Regions from separate parts of the Mus musculus genome. Here region 1 is linked to region 2. Evidence: chromatin contacts called from public promoter capture Hi-C data. All regions are on one chromosome and are shown on one strand. The core of a region is the stretch at or near the end of the contact, and the rest is flanking DNA. Distances in the headings are between cores, read along the strand shown. Region 1 holds the start of Aldh9a1 (aldehyde dehydrogenase 9, subfamily A1). Region 2 has its middle 36 kb from the start of Gm33404.

Region 1 (4,677 bases), core at 1,390-3,889, 530 kb after region 2:
AAAAGTGTGTGTCTGTGGGCATGTAAGGGTGTAACTAATGTAAAACTGAACTCTAGCAATAAATAGCCTGACACCAGGATGCTTGGGGGTCGTGGGGAGGAATGGCCTTCAGTGAGAAGTTGGATTTCCAAGGACTTTCTCCTTGGGGAGCCTGGAGATGGAAAGGTGACTGAGTTATATTTCTTCTGTGCCTCCAGTTCTCTAGGAAGAAAACAGAACTGAGGGACTTTGGAGTCCCCCCAGCTTGGCTTTAAGTAAACTTCTGGGCTTGCTTTTTTTGAGGGCTGTCTTCTTTCCCCTTCCCCATCAAGTCTTTCGCTGAGAATGTCTGCCTGCCAGCTTTCACCCACCTGAGGATGCTTCTCCTTTTGCTGCTCTCTGAGCCCCTGCAGTTTTCCTCCTTCTGAATTCTTACGATGACCTGATGACCCTCTGCTTTCCCCGATGCTTCCTTGGGTATTGCTAACGAGGCCGTCTATGTACGGTAGGACTTGTATTGGTTTGCGGTTTGGGGGTGCAGTCCCTCATGGAGAGGAAAGCCGGGCAGGACAGTGAGGTAGCCGGTCACACTGAACACAGAGAGACCAATGCTGACACTCAGCTTCCTGCCTCCTCCTTTTTGCTCAGCCTGGGACCCAGCCCATGGAACAGTGCTGCCTGCCTGTAAGGTGAGTCTTCACATCTCCTTTAACCCAACCTAGAAATCCTCCCACAGAAATGCCTAGTAGTTTAGCCCTTAGACGATCCCAGAAACCATCAAGCCTATAATTGTTACTAACCCCATTCTTCCTAGGAAATTTACACATCCTTTAAACTTTTTTTTTTAAGATTTATTTATTTATGTATATGAGTACACTGTAGTTGTACAGATGTGAGCCTTCATGTGGTTGTTGGGGATTGAATTTAGGACCTCTGCTTGCTCCAGTCCAAAGATTGATTTATTATTATAAATAAGTTCACTGTAGATGTCTTCAGACGCACCAGAAGAGGGCGTCAGATCTCACTAACGGTGGTTGTGAGCCACCATGTGGTTGCTGGGATTTGAATTCAGGGCCTTCGGAAGAGCAGTCAGAGCTCTTCCAGCTGGGCCATCTCACCAGTCCTCCTTTAAACTTTAGATCAGCGGCACACTCTCCTTCCCCCTTCCCCCGATACACAGGGAGTTTCAAAATTCTCTCCTTTTCTTGACTTTAAAAAAAAGGAGGTGCCAAAATAAGAATGAATTTTCATACCAACATTCTGACTTGATAGAGTAAGAGCAAATTTTGCTGTTGACTTTCATTGGGTTTGGGTCACACTCTACTTTTATTGCCACGATTAGATCAACAGATGCCATGGTCACATTTCTGGAACATACATCAGACGATCTAAATGTAACAAATCAACATGGGATGGCTGGGCAGAATACTTTAAACACAACTGGCCACAAAACGACCAGCTGTTATCTCTGTACCTGTCAATGATCTTGACCCAGGCCAGATGTTTCCAGATGTTTCTGACCAACCCCAACAAAAGCAGTCCTTTGAGTTCGGGCCTAGGTGTTCTTAATTGGGTACTGCTGTTTCCATTTGAGGACCCAAACCTACACATCTCAGAGGCACTGAAAAGATTAATTCGTACAGAGAGCTGAGAAAATTGACCAAAATTTTTACTAAATTAGAAGAACACATTCCATGCTCGCTTCGGCAGCACATATACTAAAATTGGAACGATACAGAGAAGATTAGCATGGCCCCTGCGCAAGGATGACACGCAAATTCGTGAAGCGTTCCATATTTTTGAGCTAAGACGAAAGGATGGACTATCTAGAGACTACCCCACCCGGGGATCCATCCCACACTCAGCCACCAAACCCAGACACTATTGTATATGCCAGAAAGATTTTGCTGAAGGGACCCTGTTATAGTTGTCTTGTATGAGGCTATGCCAGTGCCTGGCAAATACAGAAGTGGATGCTCACAGTCTTTTAAAAGATGGAACACAGAGCCCCCAATGGAGAAGCTAGAGAAAGCACCCAAGGAGCTGAAGGAGTCTGCAACCCTATAGGTGGAACAACAATACGAACTAACCAGTGCCCCTAGAGCTCGTATCTCTAGCTGCATATGTATCAGAAGATGGCCTAGTCGGCCATCATTGGGAAGAGAGGTCCCTTGGTATATTGCAAACTTTATATGCCCCAGTACAGGGGAATGTCAGGGCCAAGAAGAGGGAGTGGGTGGGTAGGGGAGCAGAGCAGGGGAAGGGTATAGGGAACTTTCGGGATAGCATTTGAAATGTATATAAAGAAAATATCTAATAAAAAAAAAGAAAAAAAGAAGAACACATTCCCTAATACTGTGCTTCTACAAAGCACAAAAAGAAATCAAAGAAATACAGTAAGGAGAATGTTGCAAAAGCTTGCAGGCCCAGTAGAAGGGGTCTCATTATCCTTCCAGGAACTCCTTCGGGATCTGGACCGGAGGACTTGGGTGGTGTGGTGTTCCACGTAATTATCTAGGCCAAAGGTCTTCCAGTTCCAGCCCCAGAAGCTCTCACCAGGCCCTTAATTATGCTGACTAGGCCCAAGCTACTCACTCTAGGCTCTCATTGGCCGTCCTCTCACGCCACACCCCCTCGTGGCACGAGGCCACGCCCCTCCCACTGTCCCTTCCTCCCAGTGGGCTCTACTGGGCTCTCCTTGAGGGCCCCGGGTCTTCACACTCACGGTCCACACCTCCCCGAGGTCCTGTTCCCTAGTGGTCCACCCCTGCCCAGCCAGGGTCGCCTCTTTCCATGGGCCACGCCCCAGAGATTCCGCCCCTCGCCACTCCCTCCTCGTTACCGCGCTATCTCCCCCTCCAGTAGTAATCTGCTGGGGCTTCCGGACGCTTTGCACGCGTAGCAGATGATCCTCGGTGCAGTCGGTTCTGTGCTGACCTCGCTCCTCCGCATTCACCGGGCTGCAGCAGTCGCCGCCATGAGTACTGGCACCTTCGTCGTGTCGCAGCCGCTCAACTACCGCGGCGGGGCCCGTGTGGAGCCGGTGGATGCTTCCGGCACGGAGAAAGCGTTCGAGCCAGCCACCGGTAACCTGGCGCGGGGCGGCACGCGGATGGGGTGGGTCTTCCCCGGCCCTGTGCACTGAGTCTGCTGCCCCGAGTCCTTCCGAGCTCTCCGCCAAGGGTTGCTGAACTTGCGTGGTCGCAGCACGGAGCACAGAATGTTGGGGAGGCTCCTGGAAAAGAGGGGGCGCTATGGGTGCGGTGGGGTGCGCTGGGGGGCCGGGAGTAACTACATGGCTGGAGCAGGAGAGTCTGGCGTAGAACCTGTGGGTCTTTTGAGTTTTGAGAGCTGGGCCTGCAGGAGAGTCTGCTACTGGGATGTTGACTCACAGGTGATTTCTGTTATGCATGATCCACATGACCTTCCCCCTTCTAGTGCTGGGATATTTCTGAACTTCGATGAGAGTTGGGAAAGGAGAGAAAAAAAAAAACAGCAGCCGACAACATCTGTTTAGCTTTAGTGCCTGCTAGCTCTCCAGGTTAACAAGAGAGAGAGAGAAAAAAAAACATTGAACATGTGTAATCACGTGTAGTGCTTACCACTGTTAATTAATGAACTTATCCGTTATCTCCACGTAGTTTCCACCTATGAGTAGTGAGAACTTTCATGCTCTGCACACTTGGCAGATTTTAAGTGAATATGTATTTTACGGTATTATTAGCTGTAATCACGATGTTCATTAGATTTCTACAGTTCATCCTTGCAAGCACTTAATGCTTTGGAGCAAACCCTTAGCACAAACTAAGGAGGAAGCGAGTTCTTTGTTTCTTGGACTTTGGGTTGACTTTTGTGTTTGTTTTGATTATTCTTATTGAATATTCAGAGCAGGGAAAAAAAATGTGTTCTGTAAGCCAGAAGGGCTTGTTTAGTGAGAGAAGTAAAAGTACACTGACCTCCACGAGGCAGGGATTTGCCAGAACCTGAACTGATGGGAGAGGCCATGATAGCTGGGAAGAGTTTCTCAGCCTGCCTCCCTTTAGAGGCACAGAAGCAGCATTGCCCGCAGGTGAGCTCTGGCCATTGCCTTTACTCGCAGGCGATCTTCAGCCATTCTGGTTTGTCCAAGAAATAGGTTTATGAAATCTCAGAAATTCCTTGTGAAAAGAAACTGCTGAAAACCTTTTGTTGGTCGAGTTAGTTGGGTTATGATCCTTCAGATACGGGCTTAAAAAGAAAAAAAAAACACTAATCTTTTTTTTTTTTTTTTTATCTTTGAAAGACCATTTTATTTTATTTATATGTGTACACTGTTGCTGTCTTCAGACACCCCAGAAGAGGGCATCGGATCCCATTACAGATGGTTGTGAGCCACCATGTGGTTGCTGGGAATTGAACTCAGGACCTCTGGAAGAGCAGTCAGTGCCCTTAACCCTGAGCCATCTCTCTAGCCCCAACACTAATCTTTCTGTTATGATGGGGATAGGAGATTGAGACTTTAAGAAAAGACTGGCCTTTAGCGACTAAAGTTTCTTATTAACCTTATTCACCAAGTAGTAGTCTGATAGTCCCTGATTAGAACACAGATAAGGGACAGTTTACAGTAATAGACTGATGACTTTCAACTTGGATTTTGCAAGACTGTCAAGATTCTGAGTCAGTATTAAGAACCATCACAAAATGACTTCTAGAAGGTCA
Region 2 (4,258 bases), core at 1,056-3,555:
GGCCACCAACAGATTGGGAAAAGATCTTTACCAATCCTACATTGGATAGAGGGCTAATATCCAATATATACAAAGAACTCAAGAAGTTAGACTTCAGAAAACCAAATAACCATGTTAAAAATGGGGTACAGAGCTAATCAAAGAATTCTCAACTAAGGAATACTGAATGGCTGAAAAGCACCTAAAGAAATATTCTATATCCTTAGTCATCGGGGAAATGCAAATCAAAACAACCCTGAGATTCCACCTCATACCAGTCAGAATGGCTAAGATCAAAAATTCAGGTGACAGCAGATGCTGGCAAGGATGTGGAGAAAGAACAGCAGATGCTGGCAAGGATGTGGAGAAAGAGGATCACTCCTCCATTGCTGGTGGGATTGCAAGCTTGTACAACCACTCTGGAAATCAGTCTGGCGGTTCCTCAGAACATTGTACATAGTACTACCGGAGGACCCAGCTATACCACTCCTATACCACCCAGAAGATGCTCTAATGTGTAATAAGGACACATGCTCCACTATGTTCATAGCAGCCATATTTATAATAGCCAGAAGCTGGAAAGAACCCAGATGTCTCTCAACAGAAGAGTGGATACAGAAATGTGGTACATTAACACAATGGAGTACTACTCAGATATTAAAAACAATGAGTTCATGAAATAACTTAGGCAAATGGCTAGAACTTGAGAATATCATCCTGAGTGAGGTGTCTCAGTCACAAAGGAACAAATACAGTATGTATGCACTGATAAGTGGATATTTGCCCAAAAGTTTGGAATACCCAAGATTCAATTCACAGGTCATATGAAGCCTAAAAAGAAGGAAGACCAAAGTGTGGATGCTTCCATGCTTTTTAGAAGGGTGAACAAAATACTCATAGGAGGAAATATGGAGTCAAAGTGTGGAGCAGAAACTGAAGAGAAGGCCATCCAGAGACTGCCCCACCTGGGGATCCATCCCATATACAACCACCAAACCCGGATGCTATTGTGGATGCCGGGAAGTGCTTACTGATAGAAACCTGATGTGGTTGTCTTCTGAGAGGCTCTGCCAGAGCCTGACAAATAGAGGAGGAAGCTCGCAGCCAACCATTGGACTGAGCTCAGGGGTCCCCAATGGAGGAGTTGGAGAAGGGACTTTAGAAGCTGAGGTGGATTGCAGCCCTATGGAGAGAGCAACAGTATGAACATGCTGGACCCCCTGGAGCTCCTAGGGACTAGACCACCAACCAAAGAATACACATGGAGGGACCCATGGGGTTGGTCACATATGTGGCAGAAGATGGCCTTGTTGGACATCAGTGGGAGGAGAGACTCTTGGGCCTAAGGGTGTTAGATGCCAGGGCAAGAGGATGGGAGTGGGTGGGTGGAAGAGCACCCGTATGGGAGATGGGATGGGGGTTTCCGAAGGGGAGACCTGGAAAGGGAAAAATATATGAAATGTCAATAAACAAAATATCCAAGAAAAAAATGACAAAACTGACATTTGAGAAGCATATCTTTCATCACCACCTAATAGACTCCCCCTTTCCTCACAGGGCACCTGTCTTGCGTAATTCTGCAGTGTTTCTTTACACAGATAGCAGCAACTACGAACACATTCAACACTTCCCTCTGCTATTCAGATGGATTACACAGTATTCAATCTTGCCACCTATTTTCATTTGTTTGCTTATTTGATTTTTGTTTCTGAGATATTTGCCCAGGCTGGCTTTGCCCAAACTAGCTGACACTCTGACCTTGATCCTCCTGCTTCCCTGCTCCTAGTGTGGGACTAGAGGCATGCACTACCATACCTGGCAGATGTGTGTGTGTGTGTGTGTGTGTGTGTGTGTGTGTGTGTATGTGTGTGTGTGTGTGTGTGTGTGTGTGTGTGTGTGGTGTGTCCTCCTGTGTGTGTCTCTATGTGTGTGTATACCTGTTCATATGATTACATGTATGTGCATGTGTATGGTATGCATGTGTGCTTGTGTGTACCTGTGCATGTGAAGGCTAGAGGAGGACCTTAGTCCATTCCACAGGAAGCTTTGTTCACTTTGTTTCTTTCTTTGTTTGAAGGGTCTCTTACTGACCTAGAACTCTTCCAGAGTGGCTAGGCTGGCTGCTAAGCCAACCTCAGGGATCTTCCTGTCTCTGCTTCTCCATGCTTGGGTAATACGCATGCGCCCCATGCCTGGCTTTTTCACATGGATTCTGGAGATTGGACTCAGGTCTTTAGGCTTTTGCTGTAAGCTTTCTTCACCCACTGAGCTCAGTAACGGCTGCCTCACTGCCTCGATGCCTCCCTGCCACTTCCTGTGTGGTGTTGAAACTGATTAGCATTCGAATGTGCAGTTAGACCACAGTTTATCCAGGCTCCCATTGCCAGACACTTGTACTTCTTACTATATATTGGCTAAAATAACTTTTGCACACCTAACATTTTTACATATGTACATTTTAATCTACAGACAAGATTCTAGAGGAAGGTCTGGTGCATATGTAGTTTTCCTCACTATGAGCAGCTCTCCCCTTATAGAATTCCAGTCTGTGATTTGTGGCACTTCTTCCTGTGTCCAGAACCTTGCCAATGGTGTGCTGTTTAATGTGGATTTTGACACACACACACCCTTCACTACTAAATCTACAAAATCATTTCCTTAGCTGGACCTTTTTCTAGCTTTTCTAGTCTGTTTTATGGTCTGTTTGTCCACTCAGATACCCACATCCCACTGTTTTCATTACTGAAGTTGTAGAACGCCATTGCTCTTGAGAAGAGGCTAATTTGCCCTCACTAATGTTTGTCCTCAGAAACGCCCTTGGTCGCTCCAGTTTGTCTAAGTTTCCGTGTGAACTTCAGAACCAGCTTTCTTGGTTTGTGGACAACTGGATTAAATTTACAAACTAAAGAAAGTTGGCGTCTTTGTGACTTTTATTCTTCCTCAGAGCACGGCATATTACTTGCATCTGCTGGGCTCCAGTCTTGTGTGGCTTGCGTCATTTCTGATCTCACACCAACTGCTGTACAAAGGCCAGGAGATGACGGATAGCAAGTTAGAGTGACAAACAGGAAACAGATTTGTCTGTGCAAAAGTCAAGGGGCTTCTGTATTCTGGCCGCACAGGAAGGGTTAAGATTATACCCCGAAGGAAAAAGGAGGAGAAAAACATTGTCTCAGCTTGATGCTTCCTGTTGGCTATTTCAGTCCATTCTCGCTTTACAGATCATAACAAGGCCATGAGAAAGAATGCCCTTGGGATTAATTTACCCAGAACTGCAAACCACGGGTTACCATATGCCTCACACAGGAGCTTCAACAAATGCTAGAGGTTATAGTGTTAATGAATATGAAAGTGAAGAAAATATCATATATATGAAGTCAATTGTCAAATATCTTAGAATTCACAATTCAACCCTCTGTCAGCCGGCTTCTGAAGCCCGGACTGGATACTGTCTGATTCTCTCCTGGGGAAGTTCTCTTAGGTCAGTTCGCTTTGACAATGTTTATCAACCATCTGCTCTAAAAACCTTGAATATTAAACTCCCATTCCTGAAGTTATGCTAGGGAAAGCGTAATAATTTGTAAATTAAAAAAAGACGGTCATGTCACGTGAGCATGAGAGACGTAAAGGAGATGTCAGCTGATGTGACAGATTCCAGGAAGGCGTAGAGTGAGGTGAGTTCCAGGAGCCTTACTCAGTGGAGTAACAGCTGTTGGGCTCAATCCTCTCCTCTGTGTCCCCTCTCTTCCAGTCCCTGGCTCTCTCATCCTTCTCTCCTCTCCATTTCTCTCTGCTTGAAGTTCTCAGGCTGGCTGTTCTGGGAGCCCAGGCTGACATGGTAGCTCCAGGATTACCCACCTCACCTGGGTTCTCTCCAAGGAACTTCTGATGAGTTATGCTTCAGCCTCTCTCAGCAAGGTAGCCAAAGGATGGAGGGGGTGTATGATAAGTAGGATCCCTCACCCAGCCCAATACCTGTCCCCTAATCACATGGCTGAAGTCCAGGAAGAGCAATGGTTCATTTGCTGAGGGCTTAACCTTTGAGTAGTGCTGGGGACAAAGAAGCAGACACGGCAATGGTAGAAGTAAATGGGAACCCAGCCCCTCTCTGGGCTATCATGCAGACACTTAAAAATGCCTCTCAATATTAATATGACATAATAACGTGGGGAGGGGTGGTGAGGTGGTTGTTCTTCTAGAGGACTCAGGATTGGTTCTCAGCACCCACCTGATTGGAACTCCAATTCCAGAAGATCTGCTCTCCTCTTCTAAGCTCTGC

Evidence for each region. Promoter capture Hi-C pulls out the DNA fragments that hold promoters and counts their contacts.
Region 1: a promoter capture Hi-C map of pre-B cells shows a contact between it and region 2, with 3 times the contacts expected there. The contact joins the promoter of Aldh9a1 here to the enhancer-like site in region 2. A contact is called at or near these places in 7 of 39 promoter capture datasets (the 3T3-L1 cell line, the C10 cell line, the HPC-7 cell line and 2 more) and 4 of 115 datasets of contacts at active chromatin or transcription factors (bone marrow-derived macrophages, embryonic basal ganglia and large pre-B cells).

The regions. Positions count from the first base shown.
Region 1 is chr1:167,347,352-167,352,028 of GRCm38.p6, forward strand. It overlaps Aldh9a1 (aldehyde dehydrogenase 9, subfamily A1), which reads left to right and starts at 2,640. Exons shown (of 11, transcript NM_019993.4): 1 at 2,640-3,065. The coding sequence starts at 2,885. It overlaps Gm24182 (a small nuclear RNA gene), which reads left to right and starts at 1,674; the gene lies at 1,674-1,780.
Region 2 is chr1:166,816,581-166,820,838 of GRCm38.p6, forward strand. No RefSeq gene overlaps it. Among named protein-coding and RNA genes, the nearest start is that of Gm33404, 36 kb to the right of the region's middle. Within about 2 kb of position 2,306, at least 59 of the 459 cell types and tissues checked have an H3K27ac peak or open chromatin away from gene starts, as enhancers often do. A contact at or near this core is called in the HPC-7 cell line, bone marrow-derived macrophages and pre-B cells, where this site is marked.